Regions from separate parts of the Mus musculus genome. Here region 1 is linked to region 2. A link is a contact called in public promoter capture Hi-C data. All regions are on one chromosome and are shown on one strand. Each heading gives the region's core, a stretch centred on a gene start, on an enhancer-like site or on the middle of the called end of the contact. The rest is flanking DNA. Distances are from core to core; before and after follow the strand shown. Region 1 holds the start of Col9a2 (collagen, type IX, alpha 2). Region 2 holds the start of Rims3 (regulating synaptic membrane exocytosis 3).

What was found. Capture Hi-C pulls out chosen DNA fragments and counts their contacts.
Region 1: a contact with region 2 is called in a promoter capture Hi-C map of liver. The contact joins the promoter of Col9a2 here to the promoter of Rims3 in region 2. A contact is called at or near these places in 7 of 39 promoter capture datasets (the 3T3-L1 cell line, the C10 cell line, hippocampal neurons and 3 more), 39 of 484 Hi-C or Micro-C datasets (the AML12 cell line, B cells, the C10 cell line and 29 more), 2 of 115 datasets of contacts at active chromatin or transcription factors (bone marrow-derived dendritic cells and microglia) and 2 of 9 other capture datasets (adipose tissue and liver).

The regions. Positions count from the first base shown.
Region 1 is chr4:121,037,151-121,041,020 of GRCm38.p6, forward strand. Col9a2 (collagen, type IX, alpha 2) reads left to right here and starts at 2,416. Exons shown (of 32, transcript NM_007741.2): 1 at 2,416-2,636; 2 at 3,815-3,870. The coding sequence starts at 2,565.
Region 2 is chr4:120,852,572-120,856,303 of GRCm38.p6, forward strand. Rims3 (regulating synaptic membrane exocytosis 3) reads left to right here and starts at 2,228. Exons shown (of 8, transcript NM_182929.3): 1 at 2,228-2,551.

The DNA.
Region 1 (3,870 bases), core at 1,166-3,665, 180 kb after region 2:
GTATATAACATTTTATTTATTTTGTGTGACATAATTTAAAATTATTATTTTATTTTATGTGTATGTACCATGCCTGCATGTATGTCTGTGTTTCACCTGGGTACCTGGTGCCCTAATAGATTAGAAGAGGGCATCCAACCCTGGAACTGGAGTTATGTGGGGAGCGGGTGTGGCGGCAGTCCCAAAGGCGCCAGGGACTGCAGCTAAGTCATATGACTTGCACCTGACTTCCTCATATAAGACACAAACATCTTGAGTGCTGCGAAGGTGTACCAGGATACAGGTGAATCCAATTTGGTGGAGATTTGCCCCTGCTGCCCTGATTAGCTGAAGCTGCGTGCCTGGTGAGGGGGCATGGCCTGCGGTGCGTGGATGAGAGAGAGTATAAAAAGGAGTGAGAGGCCCAGGGTTCGGGGGAGATATAAAAACAAGGGAGATATATAAACAAGGGAGATATAAAAACAAGGGAGATATAAAAACAAGGGAGATATAAACAAGGGAGATGTAAAAACAAGGGAGATATATAAACAAGGGAGATATAAAGAAAGAAGAAACAGGACTGAATAAACGTGTGCAGAAGGATCCTGCTGTGGCGTCGTTCTTGCTGGCGAGTTGGGGGCGCGCTCAACAGAGTTAGAAATGGTTATAGGCTGATATGTGGGTACTTGGTCCTCTGCAAGTGCAGCTGGTGCTCTTAACCACTGAGCCATCTCCCCGGCTTCATAACATACTTAAGAAAAGGAAATGTGGAGGGTGATTTTTACACGTGTTTATGTGTTTTGTGTATGTGCATGTGCTTATATGTTCACTGCATGTTTGCTGTTGCCCATGGAAGCCAGAAGAGAGCATTGGATTCTATGGAACAGGAGGTACAGGTAGTTGGGAGCCATCTGATGTGGGATGCAAATCCCCAAATTCTACAAAAGTAAGGAGTGCTTTTATCTGTGGAGCCATCTGTCCAGGCCTCCTCCTTGGCCAGGTCACTTGATTTGCTTGTGGTCAAGTTTCCATACTGGAGGCCAGTTGGATACCAAGAGCAAATGATACTGAGGGTCACAGCGCACTGCTGTCACATTAAGCAGCTGCCACCATCAGCTCCTTCAATCTTCAAGCAAATTCTTTAAGATAGGGACCATGTTGTTCCCAGTTACAGAGGAGGAAACTAAGACTTCATTTATGTCATGGAGGTGTCTGTGGTCATAACTGTGGTTAGTGGCTGCATGAGATCCACTGCCCTTAGCCAGTGAGTGGAAGAGAAGGAGAGGAGAAAGGGGCTCTGGACCGAGGTGACCAGACAGGTGGGTTTGGGGTGTTACTGAATAAAGTGGTGGCTGTTTCCATGAACTTGGGAGGTCAGTTGAAAGGGGGTGAGGGAGAAGTCTCTCCCAGTCCAGGAGACAGCAGCATGCAGGTGCCGCTGAGGAGAAAGACAATCGTGTCACTTGGCTGACAGTGGACCTCACACATGCAGGTGGTTCCACACGGTTAGATAGCCCAGGTCCATTTTAGTTTGTGTGACTATGCATTGTGGTGTTTGATAGTCTAAGGGACACTTTTCATAGAACATGTACTCCTCCTTAATATGTAATTGTAGGGATCTGGAGAGATGGCTCCCTGCTGAAGAGCTCGTGCTCTTCTTGCAAAAACCCAGGTTGTTGCCAGCACCCACGTAGGAGCTTACACCTTTCTACAACTCCAGTTCCAAGGATGTCTGGTCCCCCATGGGACAGGGTCATACCTGAGGGCAAAACACTCATTCGCATAGATAAAAACTTGTCTTCAAAGGATATAACTGTACAAGGTCACATGGGGTGGATGCCTGGTGGATGCTTGGGAGAGAAGACGTGAAGGACTGGCATTGCCAAGGGCAGATCCAAATGCTAACAGGATGCCTCAAGGATGGAAGATGTTCGGATCGCACTGGTCGATGGAAGCAGGGAGGCGAGAGGAAAGGGAAATTTAGAGGCCACAGACAACTCTAATGGAATTGATGGTGGAGGGGGAGAGAAGAGGCAGATGGGGAATTCCCGAGGTGGCAGATTCAAGAAAGATGTTGGTGTGTTTTAATATGGCAGGGACCTGATTGTTTGTGGAGAGGACTGAGCCAATTTAGAAAAGATGGAGTTGGTGGAGTCCTGGCCAGGTCTCCAGAACCTGAGATGGTTGAGGCTCTGGAGGATAAAGGACCCAGACAAGCTTGCCCGGGGAAAGGATGGGGCTGAGGGCCAGGAGGAAGGCTTTGATCTTGGAGGCAAGGAGGAAAGGGACTTCGAATGGACTTCTGCTCTTCACACAGAAAGTAGTCCCGTACCCCGAGATGCCCCCGGGACTTCCCAGCTGGGGCGTCTGGTCAAACTCAGAATGCAGACCCAGGGTGGGCACAGAAGATCCGCCCCTGACCGGGCGGAGCTGGACAGTTCCTCCCCACAGTGCTCTCAGGTGACAGGCCTGCAGGTCCCCGCCCCGGCCCGTCTAGCTGCGTTTTCGGGAGATCCAGTCCGAGGCTCCGAAAGCAGCCCCCGCCATCGGTGCTTGGACCCCCGCTCCAGAACCCGCTGTTCGCCATGACCGCCGTGCCCGCGCCCCGCAGCCTGTTCGTTCTCCTCCAGGTGCTGTGGCTCGCCCTGGCTCAGATCGTAAGTCCTGTCACTTCTCTGTCTCCGCCGTCCCTGGTGCAGAGCCTGGGTTTAGGATCCTGGAGTCTTTAGGACCTGTTCTAGTCTGTCCCTAGCCTGAGGGGCAGCTGAGGACAGAGCCGCTGGGGTGATGCATACCCGGCAAACCGCTCGCGGTGAAGGGAGATTGACTAGTCCGGGAACCAGAGGGACCTTGCCTCGGGATGCTTGGCCTTGCCTGGGACAGGCAGCGTCGAGCAGGAGATGGCGCGGGGGCCTGGCAGTGGAGAGAGCCCAGGTGGTGCGGAGACAATGGTGGCTATTCAGTCGACAGCGGAGCCTCCGCCCCCGGAGTCTCCTAAGGGACCCAGGCTCCAGCCAGACTTCCCTGTCGCCCCAATATGTCCGTTTCCTGACTGTGGGCTTCTGCCTCACTTCGCAGGGACAGCTGGGCCCTAGGAAAGAGATGCCCGGTTTAGGACCAAATGGGGATGCTGGGCCCGCTCACCAAGCAGTGCTAGTGTAGGGGTACAGTTCGCCTGTGAGGCGCCAGCCTGGCACATCTTAACCTGGGGAGGGCACCTGGCGCCAGCATCTGGCACGCGTGGACTTCCTGAGTCGGGGCTGGTTCGCTACCTTAGGGAGGATTGGGTGGGAAGAGTCCCAGCTTTCCTTCTTCTCTGAGGTCTCTTTACCTGCACCAGGGACGAGGGAGAGGTGCCAGTTCACCGCTATACCTGTTGTTGGTTAGAAAACAGCAATAGTTCGAACGGCCATCGTTGGCTAGGTGCCATCTTGCACATCATCTGTGATTTGAGCAAATGATGTCTTCATCTATTTCCTATCGTGACAGTGCAAAGACCGTGTGACCCAGGGGAAGAAGCCAGCCAACCTAGGGTGTAATCACGGTTTCAGCATTCACTTGCAGTGATCACGAGCCTTGAGTCTTTTTGTGTTTCCTCACCCTCTGCTTGTCACCCCTAATAGTACCCCCCCCCGAGTTCTGAGTAGTTCATAAAGTAACAGAGCATAATGGCACACAGTGCCTGACACACAGTAGCTGCTCAACAAACTCCCCATGAAGCACCATCTCCTTGGGGAGATGCTGCCCTAGTCACCTTTGCTCTCGGGGTCTCCAGCAGCCCCTGGGAGCCCAGTTCTGCGTACTGTCTGAGGGCTGCACTCTTGTGTATTTTCAGAGAGGTCCACCAGGGGAGCCGGGTCCTCCAGGGCCACCAGGGCCACCAGGAGTGCC
Region 2 (3,732 bases), core at 978-3,477:
AGTGCCCACTTTAATCTAATTCTTCTGCCTGCTCTGAAACAAGCAGCCTAGCACACAGACTCTGGTTTTAGGTCTAGATTAGACGGTAAGGACATTATCATTAATAAACAAATGCAATCACGAGTCTCAGCTGACACCTTGAGGGACCCAGCTTTCCACATCCCTGGGCCTCAGTTTACCATGTGGAGAAGGTATAGAATGGGGTGAGGGAAGCCCTTTAATTAGAGTCATTTATCTGGTTCTTTCCACCTTCCCACTCCTCATTTAAATTTTGCAAAATTAAGAACTTTCCAGCAGTAGCCGAGCCTGTGGTGCACACCTTTAATGCCAACCCTTGGAGAAAAAGGCAGGCAGATCTCCTGAGTCTGAGGCCAGCCTGGTCTACAGCGTTCCTTCCAGGGTAGCCAGGGCTACACAGAGAAACAAACAAACAATCCTTCCAGTCTGAAAGCAGAGCTGACCAGCCCTAAGCTCACTTAAACACAGCCAAGTTGGGACCAGGCAGGACTGTAGGACAGGAAACCTCAAGTCCTAAGCCACCAAGTCGTTTTAATTTTTTTTTAATTTTTTTAAAGGTTTGTTTGTTTGTTTGTCCATTTAATGTATGAGTGCTCTATCTGCATGTGCACCTGCATGTCAGAAGAGGGCATCAGATCTCATGGTTATGAGCCACCATGTGGTTGCAGGAAATTGAACTCAGAACCTCTAGAAGAGCAGCCAGTGCTCTTATCCGCTAAGCCATCTATCTCTCTAGAAGCCTAAACTGCTGGGTCTTAAGTCAGCACATCCATTTGAAGTCCATTCAGGCAGATGCCAAGCCTCGTGCAATGGTTTTTCTAGGTTGTCAACTTGACCTTATTGGGAATTAACTGAAACCCAAGTGGTATACCAATGAAGGAGTTTTCCCCCTTAATTAAATCATTTGAAATGGGAAGACCCACTTTTACCCTGGATCGTTTGAGGTTGAAAGATCCACTGTTGATGGAAGCAAAAAAAGCTTGCTCTCTTTGCATACTGGCCCTCACCCTCACTGGCAACCTCAGTCCGTCACTAACATTTGAACCCACTTCTTTGGCATTCCAGCAGATATTGAAGGCCATCTGGCCTTGTGGAGTGAATAACTCCTGAGTTCTTGGACTTTCCATTGTACAGCCATTGTTGGACAAGCCGGATCACATCCTGTAAGCCATTTTAATAAATCCCCTCCCACATGTGTGCGTGTACGTGTGTGTGTGCGTGTGTGTGTGTGTGTGTGTGTGCGTGTGTGTGTGTGTGTGTATGTGTTTCTTCTCTAAATTCTGTCCCTCTAGAGAACCAACAGTAATACAGGGTTCCCACTTGCAGTCCTATTGACACAGGGCCTGAGGACTCTTTGGTATCAGGACTGGCCAGCACAGTTCCAGGGTTGGTTCTTACTGGAAACCCCTCATAATTGCAGAAACTACGAGTAACTCAAGATATTGTGAAAAATCCCTTCAGGACAAAACTGTCCCCAGTTGAAAGGCACTGCCACAGGTGGCAAAGGAGCTAATATGGGTCATAGGCCCCTTACCTGAAGTCTGAAAGTATATTGGAAGTTCCTTTTTTTTAAACAAAGGACTTACTTTCACTTCGTGTGTGTATGTGCACACATGTGCTGGAGCCTTCAGGTGCCAGAAGAGGGCATCAGATTCCTTGGAGCTGAAGTAACAGTTGTCTGACTTGGGTGTTGGGAACTGAACTCTGATCTTCAAAAGCAGCACTCTTTTGTGACTCCTGATCTCTCTCTCTCTCTCTCTCTCTCTCTCTCCCTCCCTCTTTCCAGAAAATCTTTTACAGCAGGCACTTGAGCAAGTCATTTCTCCTCCGAAAGTTTCCCCCCTTTTTTTGGTCTTTAAAATGGACTCTATGTTTGTAAGGTGTTTAGCCTTACTGCTCACCATCTGACATTCCTTGATCTTGTTCAGAATAGATGGAGGCACCTGGGAGGTGCCCCCAAGGACAAGGAAGTTTGAGAAGGAACAGATTGTGTAGAAGAGTGGACAGGCAGGGGACAGGAGGAGCATCTTAGGGACTTGAGCGGCCCCCAACCCCTGATTCTTAGAGGTTCACTTCTTCCAGGCCTACTCCTCAAGGATACACCTAGAAGATCCAGATTCCAGAGGCCACGCCCACCTTCGGGCCCCGCCCCATCTGGCCCCGCCCCATCCACTAATCCCTCCCACCAGCCCTAGGCCCCGCCCCTGCCAGGGCCCGCTTCCTCCCGCCAGCCGTGGCTTGGGCTTTGCACCCGGCGGCGACTGAGAACTGTGTGGCGACTGCGGAGCCAGCAGCGCAGGCGGGCGGAGCGGAGCTGTCCGGCCCGGTGGCGGGCGATGCCCCCGTGAGTCTCTGTCGCTGCCCCTCCCCGCCCCGCGTCCCTACCCCTTCGGAGTCCGCGCCCGCTCGGGGCCGGGCCGCGCCTACCGCCGGGTCCGCGGGGCGGGGTCCCGGGGCAGCACCTGCCTCGCCTTGCGGCGCCACTCCGCCAGCGGAATCCCGCTCCAGGCGTGGACCCCGGCCCCACCTCGGGGTAAGTCAGCAGGCCTTGCGCGCCTGCGAGTGGGCGTGGGGAGGGGGCTGCGGTCAGGGCAGGGGACCACGCCGGGAAGGGGGGTTCCGGCCGGCCGCCGAGCGCTACGTAGGGATGTATGCCAGATCTGGGGGGCGGGGGGGAGGGTTTGGGGGGGAGGCTCCGCGATGCGCACAACCTGGGATGACTGTGGGGCGGGGGCTGAGCCTGAGGAAACCTGGAAAATGGGGTAGGAACCCTAGAATCTGGAGTACTTTGCTGACGCTCAGGGTTTCACCTGGGGCCCTGATCTTCAACAGCATTGCTTCGCATGGCATTTTTGCAAAGTGCTTAAAATCCCTCCTGGAAAGGTAGCCTGCCTTTCTCCCTCCTGCCTGTACCCTGGTTGGGAAGCGGCCACTTTTTCCTTCCAACGTGACACCATTGTACCCAGAGAAACACTCCCCTTCTTAGTAAAAAGGAGAGAGGTGGTGCTCACGCAGCTTCAGGGTGAAAGAAGGGGCTTCTGGGAAGCTGGGAAAAAGTGGTCAGGGGCACGATGGGTCACCCAAGGCTTCAAGGAAGCTTGGCAAGACCCTTCATGGGCTATTCTGGCATCTTGTTCATTTGGGAGAATAGGTCTCCTTGGCTGGCTTCCTGGTTGCCTGGATCCCAGGCCCCCATTACCTCTGTACAACCCAACCTCAAGGAGTGGGTTTCCCCTCCTAGTATCTCAGAAGCGAATGAATGGTCCCTCTATAGCTCTTGTAGTCCCTGGCTAAGGTGGGAAATGTTGTAGCTAAGCCAGAGCAACAAGGGGCCCTAGCTAGCAGTGCCATCAGGGGCCTTCAGGGCTTGGGCCTGGGGGAATTGCTGTGTCCAACCCTGTCTCTAAGGGTGATATCTTGGAGAGAGATGGAAGGCAGCTGCTTTTCCTATTGCTCTGTTCTCTGCTGGTGATGACTTCTCACTGGGTTTTGGGGCCTGAATGGTGGAAAGAGGGTCTTTCACCAAGGGATTGACAACCCATCTCCACAGTTGCTGCCAGCCACCAATCAGTCCGTAATCACAATCACGCAACTGCCAACTCTGTCCCCATAGGCAAGTGAAGAGGATGGCCCAGTGGGACACTCTCTGGGCAGGGGCCTGCTGGGGAGGGGTCCATGCAGTTTGTGCTTAAACCAGGTATTCAGGGACTTCCT